Linked DNA regions of Mus musculus: all the other regions are linked to region 1. Evidence: chromatin contacts called from public HiChIP or PLAC-seq and promoter capture Hi-C data. All regions are on one chromosome and are shown on one strand. Each heading gives the region's core, a stretch centred on a gene start, on an enhancer-like site or on the middle of the called end of the contact. The rest is flanking DNA. Distances are from core to core; before and after follow the strand shown. Region 1 holds the start of Nsun2 (NOL1/NOP2/Sun domain family member 2). Region 2 holds the start of Zfp708 (zinc finger protein 708). Region 3 holds the start of Rsl1 (regulator of sex limited protein 1). Region 4 holds the start of Zfp455 (zinc finger protein 455). Region 5 holds the start of Zfp874b (zinc finger protein 874b). Region 6 holds the start of Zfp87 (zinc finger protein 87).

Region 1 (3,436 bases), core at 484-2,983:
AACACAACAATGCATTCTCCCAGCCTCTCTGGGAAATGAATACTTTAGGATCAGAGAGGATAAGAGACTTTCCCATGTCCCAAATGTCACAGAACTCAACTTCCTTAGATATAGAGACATCCTTTTTTTTTTTTAATTGTGCACTTTTCAGAATCTAGATGAAAACATTTAAACGTTATTAATAAATGTTGGGTCAGTTAAAGATAAGACCTAGAGACAGTCCAGTCCAGTTTATTAGAAAACCCAAAGACTTGAGGCGGTCACTAAAACATTTTTCACATAACACCTCCTGGGAAAGATTCATACCATCTCACACAGAGAAAGCAAAACATCTCTGAAATTGCTCCAGTCCACATTCGGGGTCCACAGTGGTTCCAGAGTAGGTTGTTAGCAAGCTGAAGCTAGGTCACCTGGCTATGGGACAGGCTACCAGGGATAGATTCCCCAAGGGGGAAACAGTAGAAATGCAGCTTGGATGGCATCGCAGATACTCCTTAGGGCGGAGTCTGCAGATGGGCAGGGAAGAAATCCGGACCACTGTGCCACTATCCCTGACCAGACACGAACTTCCACCGCTTCTGTGCGGTCCTTTCTACCTCCCTTTCTAGACAATCCTTTGTATTTCGGAATTAAGTCTCTGAGCCGCGGGTCCTCGGGAGCAAGCGCAGGAGGGAAGACCATTACCTTTGCACGTAGTGGATCAGAAACATAGCTAGCAGGACGCGGTTAGGCAGGTTGCCCAGTCGGGCGGCTGCAGGACGGATGCACTCGTACAGCGGCCAGGCCATTGAAGGCAGCTCCTGTAGGAACCAGGCAGGTCGCGCGGGCACTCGGCGGCCGGACCACTGCGAGGAGTAGCGGCCGTAGGAAGAGCCCACCATCTGGAGCCCCACGAAGGCCACGAAAGCCAGGAAACCCTCCAGGTAGACTAGCGCATCCAGTAGGCGCAACTCATCCAACTCCATAGCTGAGGTCGAGCAGCGTGCTCCATGCTCGGATGTCCAAGTGGAGCCACATATAAGCTCAGGAGGAGGGCGCAGAGCAGCCCACAAGGGCCAGCGCTCCAGCAGGGTGTACCTGCCCAGGGGAGGGGCGAGCCACCTGCTCGGGCGGAGACAGGAGCACAGGCTAGCACCACCAGAAGATACCCTCCCGCCCGTAATCCAAACGAGAGAACGATTGGGTAAAACCCCGCCCACACAGGGAGCCACGCCTCTTCGGGGGGAGGGCGCCTTAGTCTCGAGCCCCGCTCCTCAGAGCCCCGCCCGATCTTGGAGCGCTACACACATTGGCTGAGAGCTCCTTTGGCTCGCGAAAAGTTCTGCCGGAGCTCCGCCCCCTCAGCGCCACAGCGGAGCACCAGAGCCTCGCATCACCCACAAAGTCCCGCCTACACAGCAAAGACCCCGCCTCTTCGCTCGAAACAGACTCTCGCTCCGCCCCGCCTAACTTGCAACCACGCCCCTCCACAGTCTAACCCGGACAGCGACAGATCGGACAACACTCCATGACTCTCTGCGCACGCGCTACGATCAGGTCGTCCATGCAGGTGCCTGAGTCTCTGTGTAAGACGGGGAGATTCACGCTCAGTGGCGTTTAAGGTTGATTTGAGGAAACACGTTCTCTATAGGAATACCACCCTTTTTTTTGCGTGAGTTCTCGGCGGGAGCATGTTGTGTCTTTCAGGCATATTTTTTGACTGCCTCTGCTAGGACCCAGCCGCGGGGTCCTCGGGATGCAGCCGGAAGTGCAGCGTGCGTGCGGTTTGGTGGGTCGCTGTGTGCGCTCCGCGTGTGCAGCCGCGTGGGCCATGGGGCGGCGGGCGCGGGGCCGGCGGTTCCAGCAGCCGCCGCAGCCTGAGGGCGAGGAAGACGCCAGCGACGGCGGCAGAAAGCGAGGCCAGGCGGTAGGCGCGGGGACGAGAGGGGTGTCTGGTGGGCTCGCGCGTGCGGAGCTTGCTCGTGGGCCGGGTTCGCGGGTGTCGGTCGGAGCTTGCTCACCTGTCGCTTTCCTGGCAGGGCTGGGAAGGTGGCTATCCCGAGATCGTAAAGGAGAACAAGCTCTTCGAGCACTACTATCAGGAACTCAAGATCGTGCCAGAGGGAGAATGGGACCAATTCATGGAGTCACTCCGAGAACCTCTCCCAGCCACACTGAGAATCACTGGGTACAAAAGGTACGTTTGCTGTGTCTTTTCTGAGGTGTGGACTTGGGGGCTGTAGTGCACAGGAACGTCCTCGGTGGGACATTAGAATATGAATAGAAAACGCGACCCGGGAAAGACTTGGGTCCTATGGGGGACCATCAGAGCAGCAGGAATCTTTGCCTCTCTTGCACGTCAAAGTACGTTGTCCGCAAGACTCGTGGCAATTAAAAACTGAAGCTGTGACAAAATGCAGTATTGCTTTTACCTTATTTGTAAGGTGTGTCCAACAGAACAGTGAACTGGAGGGAGTTAGAAAATTGATGGTGTTGCTTTCTTAGATGTTAACAGGGCCTAGGTGTTAAAAAGTCTGCACACCCCGGAGCGCTTATGGAACGTCTTCTCAGAACTGGTTTTACGTTTAAAACACTTGGCAATCTTAAAGCTATTAAATCTTACCAACTCACCTTCTTAGATGACTGTGAAACTTGCTTTTTTTTTTTTTTCCATAGCCATGCCAAAGAGATTCTCCATTGCTTGAAGAACAAGTACTTTAAGGAGTTGGAGGACCTGGAAGTAGATGGACAGAAAGTTGAAGTTCCACAACCACTAAGCTGGTGGGTACAGAATGCTTCCTCGTGCTGGGTGTTTCTTAGGTCCCCAACCCCCTTTAATGCACTTCTCAGCTCTAAAGTCACTGTCGGCTTAAAGAGCTTGGTTGTACTTTCCTTTTTTTTTCTTCTTATAAAGATTTACGTGTTTATTATATATAAGTACACTGTATTCAGACACACCAGAAGGCATTACAGGACTCATTACAGATGGTTGTGAGCCACCATGTGGTTGCTGGGAAGGACCTCTGGGAGGGAGAGAGCAGACAGTACTCTTAACTGCTGAGCCGTGTACCTAGTCCCTGGATGTATTTTTCAAGCATCTGTTTGTCTGTTTTCCGAGACAGGATTTCTGGGTGTTCTGAAACCTGTAGACAAGGTTAGTCTCAAACTCAGATCCACCTGCCTCTGCTGGGTGGATTAAATCCATGTACCAGCATCATCTGCCTTATTAGATTTATGTATGTATGTATACGAGTGCAGGGAGGCTGTCTTCAGGCACATCAGAAGAGGGCACTGGATCCCATTACCATGTGGTTGCTGAGAATTCAACGCAGGACCTCTGGTCTGGAAGAGCAGCCAGTGCTCTTAACCACTGAGACGTCTCCCCAGCCCCCATCATCTGCCTCTTTTCAAGCATCTTAATGTTCTTTCCTGTAGTGCTTTTATTAACATGAGGTTG
Region 2 (3,436 bases), core at 473-2,972, 2.5 Mb before region 1:
AAAAAGTGTTCATCGTCCTTAACCATCAAGGAAATCAAAACAACTTTGAGATTTCTTCTTACTACAGTCAGAAAGGCTAAGATCAACAAAACAACTGACAAAAAAAATCCTGGGAAGGAGTGGAAAAAAATGAACCTCCCAGTCACTGTTGCTAAGACTGCAACTTGGTACAGCAACTCTGGCAATCAGTATGGAGAACCCACAAAAAGCTAAAAGAATAAGTCAACATAAGACTCAGCATATGCCCAAAGGACTGTATTTCCTGCTTCCACCTCCCAAATGCAGATGTAACAGGAAACAGCACAGCATACACTGATGTTTTATTTTCAATCATAGATCTGTTTAAGAAATATATTAAGTAAAAGTGTAGATAGACAGACAGATAGATAGATAGATATCAAACATCTATGTGTTGTGACCTATAATATAATTGTGCTTATTGCTGTATCACCTCTACATTGTAGGAAACGAGATTTAAGGTACAAGAAAATGTACTTTTCACACCTTAAACAGTGTAAAACGGCACATTCTTAGTTTCCTGCAGATTAGTGACATTAATTAGAAAATGTCCATATTTTAATGATTGTTAGATGATACATAGAAAGTATTGGTATTGATGTAGTTTAAAGCCCATGCTTCTCAGGTATAGATTTTAATGCTGTAAGTCAGTCTCCAGCACACAAATCAATTTGACTGAAGTGTGGCAAAAACAGTACAAATGTCAGGATGAGCAGCGGCTGTATACAAAGGGCAGGGTGAGCATTGGCTGTATACAATCACAGGACCCTGAGTGAGCCACAGCTCTTCAACTTCACTCTCAATCTTTCCACACAACACCAAATTTCTGACATCGCAGTCTCCGGTGCAATTGTATGTGGTAATAATCTCTAGTATTTTCCACTCTGCAGTGTTGTAGGATCAGTGATAGCTGGGACAAAGTTCAGAGTGCCCCCTCGATGAGATTTTTTTTTTTTTCCTCATACAGGTGTGTGAATGTGAGGGTTCTGTCACAGTGGGTAAAGGAGTGATTCCTATCCAAAGTGAGCCGCCCTGAAAACTAACAATTTATCACAAAGAAAACGGGACGAACATCCCATACACCAAACTCCCCCGCAGAACTCACTGTCCTGGAAACTATGAGCCACACGAACTCAAAATCAGAGTCCTGGGCCTCTCATTGAATACGGGAGGGCCCAGAAAAACCCACTTGCTCTAGATTTCCTGAGGGATCTGACAACAGCAATGTGAAAACTAGTTAACAGCAAGCTTCCCCAGCCAAGGTGGGGTATGAGCTCTCATCACAGCCTGCCTCTGGCACGGTCAGCCAAGCCACCCTGCTCTACCAACCCTAGACTTTCCAGTCTCCATTCTCGCAGTAGCAGGCCACCTCTCAGGTCCCTGAAACACATGATTGACTCTGTCAGCCGCTCTGTCCTAACAGAGCAATCACTCCTTGCACCGTGCGTGCGCCCCACCCCTGCACTCTGGCCAAGCCTAGGTCCGCACTGCAGGACCACGTGGGCTTCTCTCCGCCTCCCGCCCAGCCCTCCCCGGCTCCCTGCACCCCGGGCCCGCCCACCCGTATAGTTCATGAGGCCTGCAAGGCTAGGCTGCAGCCGGGACCAACCTCCATGTCGAGCGCGGAGCGCAAGCCACACTGTTCCAACTTTGAGAAAGCCGCAGAGTTTGGAGAAACACAAAAGCAAAATGAACCGGAAGCACAGAGGAGTAGAGTCCGGTCTAGCGGAGTCATGCTAAGAGAGACTACATTTCCCAGAAGTCTACGCGAAGGACTGCCCTGAACCAAAGTCAGGGAGAACTATTTATAGCCTGTCACTGGATTAGGCTGCTTTTTAAGTCTCAAATTTACAAAGGTCTTGTGGGAATATAAATCCAGCCTTTGACGGCAACTTGTATTAGGTTTACTTCTTACTCTGATCAAAGACGTTACCTAAAAAGCTCTGGGGTTCCTAGAGTCTTTTGGCAGGAGGAAAACTCATTGACTCAATTATACTAGATTTAAAATAAAAACCATCAGCAGCTCCTGCCTCCGGGTTCCTGCCCTCTTTGAATTCCAGCCTTGGCTTCTTCCAATGGACAGCAATCCAGGTTATGTAAACCAAATAAACTCTTTTCTCCTGTGATTTCTATTCTTGGTACTTGACTACATCTAGAATTAGATGGAATCCAGAAGAAATACAAGGGACACCTTTGAGGGATTTTTGTTTGTTTGAAGTGGGTGGATCCACTTCTAGTCATGACTTGTGAGGTAGATGTTGTGGGTTGCCCTGGTGCTGTTTGTATTCTGATGTTAATTCAGCTTCCTCAAGAGGGGTTGCCCCTGAGAGGAGTGGATCACATACTCAGGTGATTTCCTGTGAACCTTCTCCCCATTCTAACTGGTCAAATAAAGACTAGAGCCTGTGATTGGGCAGTGGAAGGGAAAGGTGGGGCTAGAGGTTTTAGGAAGTGAGGGAAGAGTAGGGAGCGAGGGAGGAAGAAGACTGAGGAAGAGAAGATAAGAGGAAGATGGAGCAGAACCACAAGGCCCTGAGAGGCAGCAAATAATGTGGGATCTCACAGCTGGGGAATAGAGTAGTGTAGTGATAAATCTGCTCAGTCTAAGCGTGCAGCTTGTAAATAATGTAACTGAGTTGTGTGGTTTTTGCATAGACTTATTGGGGTATCAGGGTTGGGGAATTACTGCAACAGGTGGAAATACATGCCTTTAATTCCAATCCTGAGGTGGGAAGATAACAATTTTAATCTGGACCACACCTTCTGCTGGAAGTCTATATAACAGCAATTTTCTCTTTTTTCTCTTCCTTCCTTCCTTTTTTTTTTTTTTTTTTTTTTCTTTTCCGAGACTGGGTTTCTCTGTGTAGCCCTGGCTGTCCTGGAACTCATTTTGTAGACCAGGCTGGCTTCTAACTCAGAAATCTGCCTGCCTCTGCCTCCCGAGTGTTGGGATTAAAGTCATGTGCCACCGCGCCCTGCTATAAAGCAATTTTCAACATGCAAGTTATGACCCCTTGAGGGTCAAACAACCCTTTTCAGGGGTTGCTTAAGATCATCTGCATATCACATAGTTACATTACAATTCATAACAGCAAAATTAGTGATAAAATATCAAAAAATAATTTTATGGTTGGGGAGTCACAACATGAGGAACTGTATTAAGGGCTCACAGCATTAGGAAGATTGAGAACCACTGCTACATAGATACGGAAGATGGAAGCTTTTGCTCTTTGTCTGCTTGCTGTTACCTAGCAAGTCCGTTCCCTCATGGGCATTATAGCTACATCTTTGGGATTCCAGCATATACCGAGCACCAGCTTGTGGACTGAGCAAACTACTGGAGTCTTAGACTTTCTATGCTCTGCTCTGCCAGCCAACATCAGATTAGCTGGACAACAGTCTGTAAGTCATTTGAATA
Region 3 (3,436 bases), core at 549-3,048, 2.4 Mb before region 1:
TGGATCTTCCAAAGCTCCAGGTTTGGAGGCCGCATGGCAACATTTTATCTGTACTATTGGTTAGCTTGGGTGACCAGTTAGATAAAACTCAGGCAGAATGGAGTCCCTTTGGCTCCTTTGGTCCCTTTGGAGTCTTTGCAATGTTTGCACACATCTGAACATCTGTGCACTTTTCTGCAGACCTAAGTATGAAATCATTGTGAAAGACTAACATTACACTTAAGTGCATCTCAAATCGCTTACGCTCATGCTAATGAAACTCATCCCAAGAGCTCTTTGTGAAGGATGAAAAATTTCTCAAATGTTTTCCTATCACATACTCAATAATAAGGATTTAAAATGCATGCCTTTTGTGGATACAGAATTCAAAGATTAAACCATGCCACTGGGATTGTGTGTTTAATACCTTATCAATAAGTTTTCACAATTTTGTGGATTCAAGATTTTTTTCCTTTGTTCTTTGATCTTCTGTACCGATGTTTCTAAGCGTGCATTGCCTATCATCACTTGGTATGCTCACCCTATATATTTCGATGGATAAGTAAAATACATTGATTGAACTCTTAAGTCTATGCTTATGTAGTCTTAGAGGCTACTTTGGGTCTGTGTTCCACAGTGGAGTAGACTCCACTGCAGCTGATTTTTTAGTACCTGCCTTTAGTTCACAGGATCTAAGGAATGGACAAGGCTTTGACTCCATGTGATCCCCTGGCTGTTTTGTTAGCAGCCCCATGTACACTGATTTCTGAGGGCTCTCAGAAGGAAATCCTAGTTGCAGGCTACTCAACTATTGTGGTGAGGGTGTATACCACTTTAAAATGTTTGTGCTCTGTACACTCTTGTTTCTACAGTACAACTCAAAGCCTTGTGCATTTATGTCTCACCTGCATACAACAAGTAGGGGAAATGACTGGATGTGTGACCTGCTTTTATTACAGACACCTTTCTACCAACAGATCAACAGTAGTAGTCTCTGTTGGACATAGGTAGCCTGTTAGCTGGTTTTAATCAATGCCTCCATGGGCTTCTTGTTGATCTTCTTTCCAATGTCTGAGAGTCCGGGGCATTAACTCAGGACAAGAGATTTAGAGGAATGTTAGATACACACATGCTTGGGTGTGGCATGGGGATGTCAAATTTTATCTTCAGAGTCAACCTCCTTGGCCTGCTCAAACAGCATGTGTTTCTGTATGTGTAATATTAGCAATGCCCTGGAGGAATTGTTTCTATATATTCAAAAAGTAGAAACACAAACAACAGTATACAAGTTTGTTGGGGCAGACACCAAGCCAGCTTTGTATCCCAAGTCCATTTGTCAAAAGCCACTGAGGAGCTAGGAGCATAGTCAGGAACGCCAAGGCTGGTTTCAAACATTTTATAAAGTTAGTTTTCCTTGCCACGTTGGTTAGTGTATTGCTTTGTTTATTTAACGAACAACTAAGTCAACGTGCCCCCCGTCCCGTCCCCCCCCCCCCGGCCAGGAAGTAGTAATATTAAAATTACTACTAGAAATGACTTGTAAGCCAAAAGTTTCTGTCAAAGGCTTGACTCAAATCCATACATCTCCGATGTGGTTCTGGGGTCGAAAACCAATCTCATTACCCACAGCTTTTCTGCAGATAAGGCTTCCTCCTTGCACCTTCAACTGTGTGTTCCCATCCACAAAACTCTCCAAACAGTAGACTTCACCCACCCTGGGTTCTGGGATTTCCTTCGCACAGACTTCTGGGAGATGTAGTCCGCACCACTGTGACCACTGGGAGCCTTCCAGGAAATCCCCTTCTGAGTTCAGGTCTGTACTCGTGCGTCTTTCTTAAGGTTGGGCGGAAATCGTATGCGGCTATCTATTCCAGTTGTCTCTGACAAGAAGGTTGGTCCAGGCAGCAGCGTAGCCTGGGGCTCTGTGCGGGATCTGTGTCAAGGAGGTTGGTTCAGGAAGCAGCATAGCCTGGGGTTCAGTGCCGGGAGCTGGGCTCTGTCTTGGAGGGAGCGCTTGAGGACTGGGTGGGAGGGCGGAAGCAGCTGCCAGGACTGGCTGTGCTGAACTGGCTGGGGCCACTGAGGCTGCAGTTTTGGAGTGAGGGGACTGGCCTTTTGGGATTGTGTCCTGAGTGAAGGTTTCCTTTAGAACACCGAGAGCAGCCCGAGTCTGCCTTGGTTCTCTGGTACACTGGAGCAGCTTGGTAGTGGAGGACTAGATTGCAAACTAATGGTGATGAGCTGACTACCTGCTCCTGAGAGAGTGCCAGAGCTCACAGACCTGCATTGCTGGAAGCGCGCGTCCCTGGCTGCCCCCATCTCACCTGGATGCTGCCAGAGTCCTTTGTGTCTTTAGAGTAAAAGGGTTTCTGGTCCCCGTGTACTCTGTAGCCAGCTTATAGCAATGGCCTTGAGGTCTGACTGTGTTCATTTTTCGCTGCCAGTAAAGAATTAAGAGAGGAAAAATCCGAGTTACAACAGCTGTCGTGTTGGGGAATTCTGGGACATAGCCAACATATCTGTCTGAATGCACGGAAAATCTTGGACTAGGGTTGAAGAAACACATGCAGTGGACACACAGGCAGGAATGTCTACAAGGCAGAGTGGGATCAAAAGGAGCTCACACCATGTTTCACCTTGAGGGCTGTGTTTACTAAACTTGACAGGACCTCCATCCCTACTTTACAGTTGAGAATTTTTAAAAAAATATTTATTTATTTATTATATGTAAGTACACTGTAGCTGTCTTCAGACACTCCAGAAGAGGGTATCAGATTTCATTACAGATGGTTGTGAGCCACCATGTGGTTGCTGGGATTTGAACTCAGGGCCTTTGGAAGAGCAGTCGGTGCTCTTAACAGCTGAGCCATTTCACCAGCCCCGAGAATTTTTTAAAAAGAGAGTGTCCGCTTGGCCCCAAATGGTTCCGGTCAACATGACATTATCAGGGCTTGGACTTGTTGAGGAAGTTTATGGACATTGTGTATATTTCTGCCATTGTTTCTGTTATCTTGTAACTTTGCTTCCCATGGTAATATGAGGTATAAAAGGGCGGTGAAAAATAAACTCGAGGCTGCTGTGGTATTGACCAGCAATCCTCCCAAGTCTATTTCTTGGCTCTGCATCTTTTCTGCCTCTCCTGTCTTTAATCCTCACTCCATACTCAGAGACTCTTTGACTCTTGACCCAACCTAGGAGTTGCTGCTTCGTGATCTGTGTTGTATGTATTTTAAGCACTGTGTAGTATAGACAGGCTGGTAGGGAATGGGAAGTCTGTATTGTTTGGAACCTGATCAGGAATCCAGCCCTCTCTTTGCCTCTCATGTTGACTTCCCACCAATGTCCTGCTAATCTTTAGATCTGCCCAACTCTGAAAATATATCTCTGTCACTGTCAGGAGATGCAAGAGTTCTTAAAACATCTGTGCTGTCCTTTCTGTTGCTCTAGACTTCTTCTA
Region 4 (3,436 bases), core at 420-2,919, 2.4 Mb before region 1:
ACAAGAGCACATCCATGGAAGTCTCTGCCTTGTGGAAGTGGAATTTCATTTGAAATTTTGATTTCATTGGAAAGCCCATTGTGGGGACTTTATGCTCATAACTACACTTTCAGGAAAGCTCTCCAGGTTCAGAACACAGCGACAAAGGAAACTCTCTTGGGGCCTGATACTAACCTAGATGAAAGCAGAACTGGACAGCACTGTATATGTTGTACTAGTTGTGGAGGCTCTGAGGTGCATCCTGTAGGTCAGCATGGAGCTTTGCAGCCATGCTAAGAGAAATGCTTCACCATGTAACTGGTAGGGTGTATACTGTCCTTCCTAATATCTTGGTGGGATCACACTTCATAAAACATGCAGGTGACAGCTAAGTGGACTTGGAACCCCACCATAGCCTCATGTTAGAAACATAGCAACATCTAGAAAGGGGATGTCTGTGCTTTAGAACACACAGATGAAGTTTAGGTTGACACTGTTCTTTGACATCCAAATGATTCAGCAACCACAGACCCAATGCATATGATGATGTAGGGGTTAGGTTTTCACAGCACATTCCTCTCGAACTTATTCTTATCCTTCCCTGCCTGGTCACTATTCCTCCTTTTGGAAAAGGCAGGTTTCCACTGGTCCATGGTAGGTTGAAGGAGTAATCTTGTAAGCACTTTGAAATAAGCAATTGATTGAATTACAACATCAAGAGACTTTGGGCTTTGACTGTCTTGGGACTATTAAAGTCTATGGGCATGTTGAGAAGTGAATTGTCTTTCTTAGAAACAGATGAAAGTGAAACTCTCAGAGGCTTCCAGGTTACAGAGTATGGTGTTTTTTTTTAACGTATTTGATTGTCAAATTCCAATAAACTTATTTGATATTTCTGATTTGTTTTTGAAATAATCATTTCTCTGTCCTGATTTTGAGAAACTGAGGTTAGTTCAGGGCAGATGCTTTGACTTTCAAAATATTGTCACATAGGAACACTTGTAGATCAGAGCAGGGAAAGGAAATTGAGTAAGAAAGATCAGACCTCTGCAGAGAGAATTCTAACAATGGATAATGGGCCAGTGGCCAGTACACATACCAGTGTGACCTCAGGAGCTGTGTCCTCCCAAGTGTAATCTGAGCAGGGGAAGGAACAACAACATCAACAACGGGCAAACATACCCAGTGGCTTATGTGTACCTGTGTTTGTGAACAACCATTGGAGACCGTTAAAATTGTAGTACAGCTCCCACTAAAAAGGAATTTCTTAAATATATATTAACATTTTAAAGTTTTAACTTTGTTAAATGATCTATACTCTCAATGTGTCCCTGACCAACTAACCACAGTATATACATCCTAATATTTACACAAAACTGTTTTTCATGATGTGGAATCTGATCCATGTATGTCTCATGCAGAGTGTAATTGCAAAGGAACAAGTATTATTTATTTATTTGCAATACTGAGTATTATGACAGAGTCTACATTAGAGTCGAGCGCTTTAAAGTAGGCCAAGTACCTACCATAGTACCTACCATAGTATAATAGTAAAGAAAACAGAGAGAAGGCTACAAATCTAAGACCAGGGAAAGACCACATTCAGTTCCAGGAATAGCTTCGCAAAGACTTCTGGGATATGTAGTCCAAGCAACTGTGCCATCACGAGGAGCCATCCAGGCAATCCCACTTTAGCTTTCGTTTTGTACATTGTGCCTTCCTCAAAGTTTTTGCGAGAGTCCTGAACGGCTGTACACGCCTGTTGTCTCTGTCATGGAGGTTGGTTCATGAAACAGCACAGCCTGGGGCTTTGTGCAAGCATCGGGCTGGGAAAAGGCGGGGAGAGTGGGTGTGGGGAAGGTGGGGACTGAGCGGACCTGGGCTTGGAGGGAGAACGGAAGAAAAGAAGCTGTTGGGATTTGTTGTGCTGATCTGGCTGGGTCACGTGAGGTTGCAGTTCTGGACCAGGAATGGGGCGATTGGGATTGTGTCTGAGGTGAGGGTTTTCATAGGACACCGCAGGGTGTCTTGGACATAGGAACAGACTGGTAGCAGGGGTCAGGATTGCAAGCTAGTGATGGTGAGATGACTACTTGCACCTGAGGCAGTGCTGGGAACTCTTTGACAGCTTTGCTGGGAAGCATGCTCCCCTAGCTGCCCCATTCTCAGGTGGATGCTGTCAGATGCCCCAGTCAGTACCTTTAGAGCAAATGGGGTACCTGGCCCCACTATCCTCTGTACCTGGCCTCCTCCTACGGTCCTGATTATGTTCATTTTCCCTATCAGTTAAGGAATTAAGAGAGAATAAAAATCCAAGTCCCAACAGGTCATAGATGGGAAAATCTGGAACAGAGCAGAGAGATCTGCCAGGATGGGAGGTCACTGAGAGTCTTTGACTATAGGTGAGGAAACACATGTAGTGGATACACAGAGGGAAGTCAGCAAAGCAGGCAACCTGCCACCTGGTTTTACCTTGAGGGCTGGGTTTCCTTAAACCTTGGATAGGTTTCCTGTTCATAAAGTAGGGTTGAATAATTGTAAATAAGACACAATGTCTGCTTGGCACACTATGATTATGTCAACGTGCCTTGATCAGGCCTTGAACCTGAGAACGTTTATGAGCAGGGTATTAGTATCTGGTGAAAATCTCGCGTGGCCTTGTTTTAGGGGGCCAGGCTTTTGTGTCAGGTCAGCAGGGTAAGGAAGAGCTCACAGACCTGTGTGTATTCTTGTGACTTAAAGTAAACAGACCTGTGATAGAAAGACACTTGAGCCTACTGTGAGGCACATTCCTGTCATCTCTGTATTTGTGAGGGGGAGGGGCAGGACCCTCTGGTCAACCCCTGCTTGATAGCAAATTCAAGGCCAATGTAGGCTACCTCAGTCTGTGTCAGAAAACATTTAATCATGCTTGATGGACGTGAGAAATACTCTCTATGATTCATTCCATGTCTTCCAGTGAGAGCCGTGGAAAACCCCTGCAATCAACACTTTGGTGTCTTACAAAGTACACATGCTTCCCTTCTGCCGACCCAATCCATGTGGGATTCAAACTTTGTTTTCACTAACATGCTCTTGTTAAAGATGGTACATTTGGGTGACTATTTGTTTGGATTTACTGTGTGAGGAAGGACTCTCCTCTTTCCCTTGCTTGATTATTCTTCCTATTGACAGTGAATGTTCACTCCTTTTGGATAGTTAAGTTTGTGTTAGATTCTGCCATGACCTGAGGATGCTTTCTTCTGGTCTTCCCTGAATTCTTCCAGTTTGCTCCGTCCATATCTAGGCAGAGACTCCATCATTTCTTCATTGCCTTTCTGCAGTTCTTGAATGATGCAGGCTACTGTAGTTTATGTTCATGTGTCATTTTCTGCCTCTTTTTCTGGGATATCTTCCTGTGTTCCTGTCCCAGAGGTTTAGCTGCTTGCAAATGCTTCTTACAGTTAGCTGGAACAAG
Region 5 (3,436 bases), core at 624-3,123, 2.1 Mb before region 1:
ACGCTCTCAACTTCACAGTCTCGGGTGGAACAGGAGAGTTGGTAGCTTCTATTATTTTTCACTCAGCACTGTAGGATTAACCTTGCTGGAACAAAGCTCAGAGTATCCTGTGATGGCATTGTTCTGCCTCCCTTTGGGAGCCTTAGTGTGAGGATTCAGTTCAGAGTGGTAGACATTTTGTTATGAAGTTGAAAACCAGAAGCTAACATTGAGATGTTGAAGGAAAAAAAAAATTTTCACAGCAGGGCCAGACTTCCAGTCTCTCAGATAGGAGAGAACAGAGAAGCCACAATATCTGAAAGCCCAGAGAATTTATTGTAAATACAGATGTTTGGTTCAACAGGTTTGTCAGTCAGGACAGACAGCTCATTCACAAAATCCACAAATCTGAACTGTACATTTACGAAAGAGTTTGACCAAGGGTCAGGAACTGAAACAGGCAGTGTGTGTGCAATCTTACAGTGAGGGCACCTCTGGTGTCCTTTGTTAACACCTTGTGACAGATTTTACAATCCCATGCTTTACAACCTCTAAGGTTCCTAACCCTGGAGGCAATTTTTTAAAATCTGTCTTTCTTAGGAAGATTTTAATTAATCCTCCATTGAGAAACAGCTCAAGCCGGGCGTGGTGGCGCACGGCTTTAATCCCAGCACTCGGGAGGCAGAGGCAGGCGGATTTCTGAGTTCGAGGCCAGCCTGGTCTACAAAGTGAGCTCCAGGACAGCCAGGGCTATACAGAGAAACCCTGTCTCGAAAAAACCAAAAAAAAAAAAAAAAAAAAAAAGAGAAACAGCTCAATATCCTTTTAGCAAACATGGGTGTCAAGCTACTTTCAAGTGAGGAACTGAACAGCCTCCATGAGGGATTCCTATTCCAAGTGAATCTTCTTTAAATCCACAATTCATTTCAAAGAAAGTGGGATAAATATCACGTACACCAATGCTCCCTTCAGGACTCTGACCCTGGAACCTAGCAAGTTCTGTCACCTCAAAGCAAGACAAGAATAACTGCATGTGCGATGAATTAAAGACTAGCTCCATTTCCAACTGAGCGTTGTACAACACAGCAACAAAAACAAACAGCAAACAATAGTAACCGGACATGCATTCTGCTTTTTTTAATCTCTCTTAGCTGTGCTTGCTCAGAAAACAAACAAAAAATATAATGCCTTATGAAGCAGACCATCCCAAGTTGAGACAACTGTGTTTTGTGACTTAAAGAATTCCAACCCCTGTCTACCCTTTTGCAGCAGTTCTCAAACTGGCAAAGGAGATTGTGGCTCTAAATAAAGCAGTTTTGTTTCGTTGGTTTGTTTTTTACCTTTTAATTCCTAGTTTTATTTGGTGATCTTTCTCAGTGGTCCTGAACTCCGTAACAGACAGCCATAAAGTACAGAAAGGACCAGATCTCCTCTTATCTAAACATACTGAGCGATCCAGTAACATCCACGTGAGAGTGACCCAGCTAATACTTCCACCAGAAAGCTGGAAAGTGAACGCCCAGAATCACCATGACCAGGCAAAGACCTTCACCCAGCCAACATTGCCTAGGCAATCCTTGAACTTACAAGCTTCTCCATTCCTTGAATTCTGTCGGTCTAAACAGAGGTCAGTCCCACTAACCCCCGCAGCGCCCTCTCACCAGCCCTGTCCAGAAAGCTCCTCCAAATCAGCTCCTCCCAGCTTCCATTCCACCCGGTCCCTGTTCCCTCCGGACCTATGCACCCCGCACAGACCCTGGGGTGACTGAACCCTGGACCAACCTCCATGTCAGAGATCCAACGGGAGAGCACAGCAGGACCAGAGTCTGGCCCAGCTTTGGATAAGAGCCGCACATGCTTACCAAAAGCTGAACTCTTGTTTACCAAAGTACCGATCTGTGACGTCACCGTGCTACAGACTACATTTCCCACAAGTCTGTGCGATGGCGTTGCAGGAGTCTTAGGAGAGTGAGTTGTACTACAAAATGGTCCTGGATTTCTGCATTGATGTCTGTCACCTAGTTAGTGTCGCCTAGTTAAGAAGCATGGAGGCCACGAACTGAGCCCAGTTCTAACGAGCCGAGTGCATTCCTCAGTTTCTGTGGTCCAGCTTAAAGGGGCAGAGGATTTTCTTGGCAAAGTTCTTAATTTCTTCATTTCCGGTGAAATTTACAGCTATTTGAGGAAACTGCCTCAAGGCTTTGGCTTAATACCCAGTACTGCACATACTTAAGTGAGCCGCGTTCTCCTGTATTGACACCCTGTGTGAATATTTGTCAGTGTACTGAGTTACCAAGATGGTAAGAGATAGAGACACTCCAGGATGTGATAAGCTTTAGCAAAAGCCGCCGGGGAATCAGCTTCTGATGGACTGACAGCCAATGTGTCGGGTTTACCAGGATTGTTTTATAACTGAGGTTATGCTAAGCTTTTGATATTCCCAAAGAAGACAATGCCATGGATTTTAGGTAACAATCACGGATTATTTACAGGAGATCACCACAAGGCTTAAGCGCCATCACTCTGGATGCCCTGTGCAATGGCTCTTCTAGAAATCAACTACAAGCCGTACACAGATCACAAGCCACTGCAGGAAATCGTTTTCATGTGAATATTGGAATCCATTCGTGTCGGAGGTTAGTCAAGAGAAACAGACTAAATCATCGAACAATTTTATTTATTTATTTAGATTTTTCGAGACAGGGTTTCTCTGTTTAGACCTGGCTGTCCTGGAACTCACTTTGTAGACCAGGCTGGCCTCAAACTCAGAAATCTGCCTGCCTCTGCCTCCGGAGTATCGAACAATTTTAAAGTCCTCCTCTCTGTTGTTTATCAGTAAAGATCGCCCAGATCCATCGCAGATCCTTTGTCCATATTTTCAACCTTTAGCTTATGTAAGTGTTGTGGGTTGTCCTGATGTTGTTTGAATTTTCATGTTAATTCTGCATCCTCAAGAGGGGTGGCCCCCGGGAGAGTGGTGGATCAAGTACTCAGGTGCTCTCCTGTGAATCTTCTCCCCATTTACTGGTCAATAAAAGCAAAAGCCTGTGATTGGGCCGTGGAGAGGAAAGGTGAGAGAGGAGATCTTGGAGAGCGAGAGATGGGGAGGGAGAGATGACAGGAGAGGAGGAAGCAGCAGCTAAGATGGAGCTGAACCACGTGACCAGGAGAAACTGCAGATAACCAACGGTCTCCTAGCTGGGGATAAGTTAGTATAGTTCTGCCAATCTAGGTTTATTGCTTATAAATATAATAACTGGATTGTATGTGTTTTTGTACGGGACTATTGGAGTTGAAGATTACTGTTACATGTAAGAAAGTTAGTTTTAGTGAGTCTCAGAAATATTTCTCTTAGTTACTGTACCTCACTTTGGAACTTGGCCTTTACATGAACCTGATGAACAGAAGTCTGTAAGATTCTCTGAATAATCTGAAGCACAAAGTGGAACTCAGTGAT
Region 6 (3,436 bases), core at 379-2,878, 2.1 Mb before region 1:
CTTTCAATCACAGGTGTGTTTAAAGTATATATACTGGAAAGGTCTGTAAGTTACAGGACAGCATGCCTCTGCTTCATGCCTACTTCTTAGGAAACCACTTTTGGTTCACAAGGTAGTGTACTCTTCCCACTTTAGATAATGGAAAACACAATGCTGTTCTTGTCCTGTAGGCCAGTGACATTAACTAGGAAGTCTCTGTCTTTTACATAACAGTTACATAGTCCACAGAAATATTCATACTGAAGGTGGCTTAAAACCCATGTTCCTTATGAATAATAGGCTTTAATGCCACACAAACACTTGATTTGACTTAAAGTGTTGTGAACTACAAAACTATACAAGAGACAGGCCAAGGAGTCTATTATGGGCAAGGGACCCTAACTGAGCAAAAGCTCTTCAAATTCACCTTTCAATCTTTCTGACGTGGATAAACTGGCAAATGTTCAGGGAGCAACAGGGAACCTGAGTGCCACAGTCGGGGCAGTGATAGAGTAGTTGTTAAGGGAGGTTTAGATGTGCAGTGTCCAGAGATAGAAGAGAAGCTCACAATTGAAGAGCAACGTAAACACTGTTAGGTATTCAAGGTCACTTCTCCTCCCCAGGGACACTCAAGTCCTTTCCCCGAAGTCACTAATAATCTCCAGGCCATCTCTCTGCTCCCATCACCCCCTCATTTGTTTCAGAAAAGGAGTCCAAGCTTCTGACATTACACAATCTCTGACATAAGTGGATACGGTATTTTCTAGTATTTTACTCTACAATGTAGGATCAATAATATCCTGAATAAGCCTTCTCCTTTAGAACATTAGACTGTCTCTACATGTGAGTGTTAAGTGTGAAGATATAGATCACGGAGGTGGCCATGAAATATTCTCATTCAAAACAACACACCAAAAAAAACCTAACAATTTATTCCAAAGAGAATGGTACTAACATCCTATACACCAACCTCCTTAGCAGAACTCTGTCCCTGGAAACGAGGAGCAGCTATTAACTCAAACCAAGAATATTAGGCTGGCCATAAATAGGAGGTGCCAGATCTCCACTCGATCTAGAAGTTCTGAGAAATCTGACCACAGTCAAGTGGCCAAGTGATCACAGCCAACAGACTTCCTAAGGCAAGCAGGAATGTGGGCTCCCATTTACACCTCTGGCGCAAGGAGAGGGCCGGCCCACCCTGCGGGGGGGCAATACTGAACCTTCCACCATTCCACATTTCTGTGCTACAGAGCCAGCTCTCCCACCCCAGAAGCGTATACAGCCGCGTCCTAACAAAGCTTTCACTCACAGCGCCACCCCCATACTGCTCTCCCCACCCAGATTTGCATCCAGGCTCAGTTGGCCCAGCTTAGGTCAGCAGCACAGCATCACCAACTCGGCTTCTCCCTGCCTCTGGTCCACCTCGGCTCCGCTCCCTCCAAGCTGGACCACTCCCCTGCACATTCCCTCAGGCTGCACTGCTCCCTGGACCAACCTCCATGTCAGAGATCCGATCGAGAGCGAGGAGCAGGACACAGCACCGCTAACTTAGGGGAAGACAAACGTCTGCAGACGGGATGCGGAAGTGCGGTTCGCAGAGCGGCTGCTTGTGACGTCACAGAGGGCACGACTACATTTCCCAGAGTTCTGTGTTCTCCCTACTGACAGCGGAGGAGGGTGGAAAGAAAGGAGAGGTGTCAGCACTGGGACAAAAGCCCACAGTCAGGCTGCTTTAAAAGTTCCGGTTGTAAAACGGACGTGCTAGAACATCCGTTGAGGCTTTGATAGGAGGGGTTATTAGTTGTATCTGGTCAAACTGTAGTTTAAAAACTCGTCTACTAATTATAAAATTGGAACCTGCACCAAAAGTTGACAATCATTTAATTGTACTTTAAAATAAGGAAACAAGAGGCTAAAGTGGAGTGAGTGCTATTACTTAGAGATGCTTTTTGACATCAACTTCGGTGTTTAAAATGAAAGGATTACAAATCCAAAGCGTTCTAGGCACTTTACAGAGACCTTGTCTCAAAATACAAAGTACAAAACTAGCAAAGGGGGTAGACTACGTGCCTAGAATGAAGGAAGACTTAATTTAATGCTCAACTTGTACATACTCCATTTTTCCATGTGTGCTGACAAGCCTGTGAGCATACATGCATTAGACTCCACAGCTGGGAAAACAAACAAAAACACTTTCCTGTGAGCACTGGAATCCATACAGTGAAGGAGGTAGGTCAGAGACATAGACGTTAAAAAAAAAAAATCTCTGAACGAGGTTATAAGTACTACCCTCACATTTACATGTGAAGACTTTCCAGAATCCATTGGTGGATCCTTGATCTCTCCATTTGTCCCTTGCTTACACTTTCATTCATTAATCTGCATAAGAACTTTAATTTTATGAGAACTATACCAGAACATCACCCACGTCTCCCTGGTTCACCACAAACAGAGAAGTGTTTAACAGCAGGTGGTCTCTGAGCCTGTGAGTATCTCTTCTGCTTCTCTCCCAAGGAGGGCACAGTTCTTAGCATTGTACGGACTTCTGGTCCATCATCCATTGTAGAATTTCTCTCTGCATTAGGCATGGGGTATCTTGCTCTGTAGACCAGGCTTGCATTGGACTCAAAGATCCCCCTGATTCTGCTTCCCAAGTGCGGGGATTAAAGGCATGTGCTACCACTATCCATGGTATTTTTATCACTGTGGAGAACTCAACTTCTCTTTTCCTACTTAGTTCTCCTTGCAGTGATTAAGCATGTGTTGTAACCTCCGAATTGCTGATACTAGAGAGATACTTTAGTGTTGTGCACAGTTTGTCTCTGCATTTTTTGCTCCCACCCCCCACCCCCCTGGCCAGAAGCTCCCATCTTCCCTCTAGCCCTAGACAAGTATGCTACACAGACAGCTGGTTTCTGTGCTGTGTCCTCCTGCAGCAGCCTGAAACTCCCTCCCCCCACCTCTAGCATTAGAATGGCACTACCCATAAAACTCCCCCTTAATGAGGACATTCTGAGGAGACATCCTCCCTGCCTTTGTGTCTCTAAAAACCAACACTCCTGCTGAGGAACTGCAGAACTCCAGGTGCCTGTCCTTGAGACCTTAGAGAAATAACAAGCTCAAGGGAGACCATGGGGAAAAAAAAGTAAACAGAGGTCAAGCTCTCCTTAAATGCTATTTTCCCACTGGACTTTCTCCTTTCAGATGAATTCACACTTTTGGAAGAATAGAGTCTTTCATGGACGGGGGTCTAGGCTTAGGGCACCTTTCCTGTTGCCTCAATATGGAGAATTAGGGTTCCCCGTTTAGAGCCATTCTTTCAATAATTACCTAGAATTTCAAATGGCCTTTTCTGTAGTTTGAACATGATGAATGAAAGATAACAGCAGCAGGAAGACACCTACTGATCTTAGGAAAGAACTCAGGATAGCTGCATCTCTGCAGCACTGACTTGCAG

Evidence for each region. Promoter capture Hi-C pulls out the DNA fragments that hold promoters and counts their contacts. HiChIP or PLAC-seq counts read pairs in DNA pulled down with a chosen protein or histone mark. Capture Hi-C pulls out chosen DNA fragments and counts their contacts.
Region 2: a contact with region 1 is called in a promoter capture Hi-C map of liver, with 5 times the contacts expected there. The contact joins the promoter of Zfp708 here to the promoter of Nsun2 in region 1. A contact is called at or near these places in 2 of 39 promoter capture datasets (the 3T3-L1 cell line and pre-B cells), 1 of 484 Hi-C or Micro-C datasets (CD4 T cells), 1 of 115 datasets of contacts at active chromatin or transcription factors (large pre-B cells) and 3 of 9 other capture datasets (adipose tissue, liver and macrophages).
Region 3: a contact with region 1 is called in a promoter capture Hi-C map of pre-B cells, with 5 times the contacts expected there. The contact joins the promoter of Rsl1 here to the promoter of Nsun2 in region 1. A contact is called at or near these places in 1 of 39 promoter capture datasets (pre-B cells) and 1 of 115 datasets of contacts at active chromatin or transcription factors (large pre-B cells).
Region 4: a contact with region 1 is called in an H3K27ac HiChIP or PLAC-seq map of thymic regulatory T cells, with 10 times the contacts expected there. The contact joins the promoter of Zfp455 here to the promoter of Nsun2 in region 1. A contact is called at or near these places in 1 of 484 Hi-C or Micro-C datasets (CD4 T cells) and 2 of 115 datasets of contacts at active chromatin or transcription factors (large pre-B cells and thymic regulatory T cells).
Region 5: a contact with region 1 is called in a promoter capture Hi-C map of embryonic stem cells, with 3 times the contacts expected there. The contact joins the promoter of Zfp874b here to the promoter of Nsun2 in region 1. A contact is called at or near these places in 2 of 39 promoter capture datasets (embryonic stem cells and pre-B cells).
Region 6: a contact with region 1 is called in a promoter capture Hi-C map of liver, with 2.4 times the contacts expected there. The contact joins the promoter of Zfp87 here to the promoter of Nsun2 in region 1. A contact is called at or near these places in 1 of 39 promoter capture datasets (pre-B cells) and 1 of 9 other capture datasets (liver).

What each region holds. Positions count from the first base shown.
Region 1 is chr13:69,610,283-69,613,718 of GRCm38.p6, forward strand. Nsun2 (NOL1/NOP2/Sun domain family member 2) reads left to right here and starts at 1,734. Exons shown (of 19, transcript NM_145354.5): 1 at 1,734-1,906; 2 at 2,019-2,176; 3 at 2,656-2,760. The coding sequence starts at 1,811. Srd5a1 (steroid 5 alpha-reductase 1) reads right to left here and starts at 1,181. Exons shown (of 5, transcript NM_175283.3): 1 at 685-1,181. The coding sequence starts at 965.
Region 2 is chr13:67,079,823-67,083,258 of GRCm38.p6, forward strand. It overlaps Zfp708 (zinc finger protein 708), which reads right to left and starts at 1,723. Exons shown (of 4, transcript NM_001012448.2): 1 at 1,628-1,723. The coding sequence starts at 1,633.
Region 3 is chr13:67,171,384-67,174,819 of GRCm38.p6, forward strand. It overlaps Rsl1 (regulator of sex limited protein 1), which reads left to right and starts at 1,799. Exons shown (of 4, transcript NM_001013769.1): 1 at 1,799-1,870. The coding sequence starts at 1,835.
Region 4 is chr13:67,192,837-67,196,272 of GRCm38.p6, forward strand. It overlaps Zfp455 (zinc finger protein 455), which reads left to right and starts at 1,670. Exons shown (of 4, transcript NM_001048204.1): 1 at 1,670-1,758. The coding sequence starts at 1,753.
Region 5 is chr13:67,482,380-67,485,815 of GRCm38.p6, forward strand. Zfp874b (zinc finger protein 874b) reads right to left here and starts at 1,874. Exons shown (of 4, transcript NM_001076791.2): 1 at 1,762-1,874. The coding sequence starts at 1,767.
Region 6 is chr13:67,524,603-67,528,038 of GRCm38.p6, forward strand. It overlaps Zfp87 (zinc finger protein 87), which reads right to left and starts at 1,629. Exons shown (of 4, transcript NM_133228.3): 1 at 1,475-1,629. The coding sequence starts at 1,480.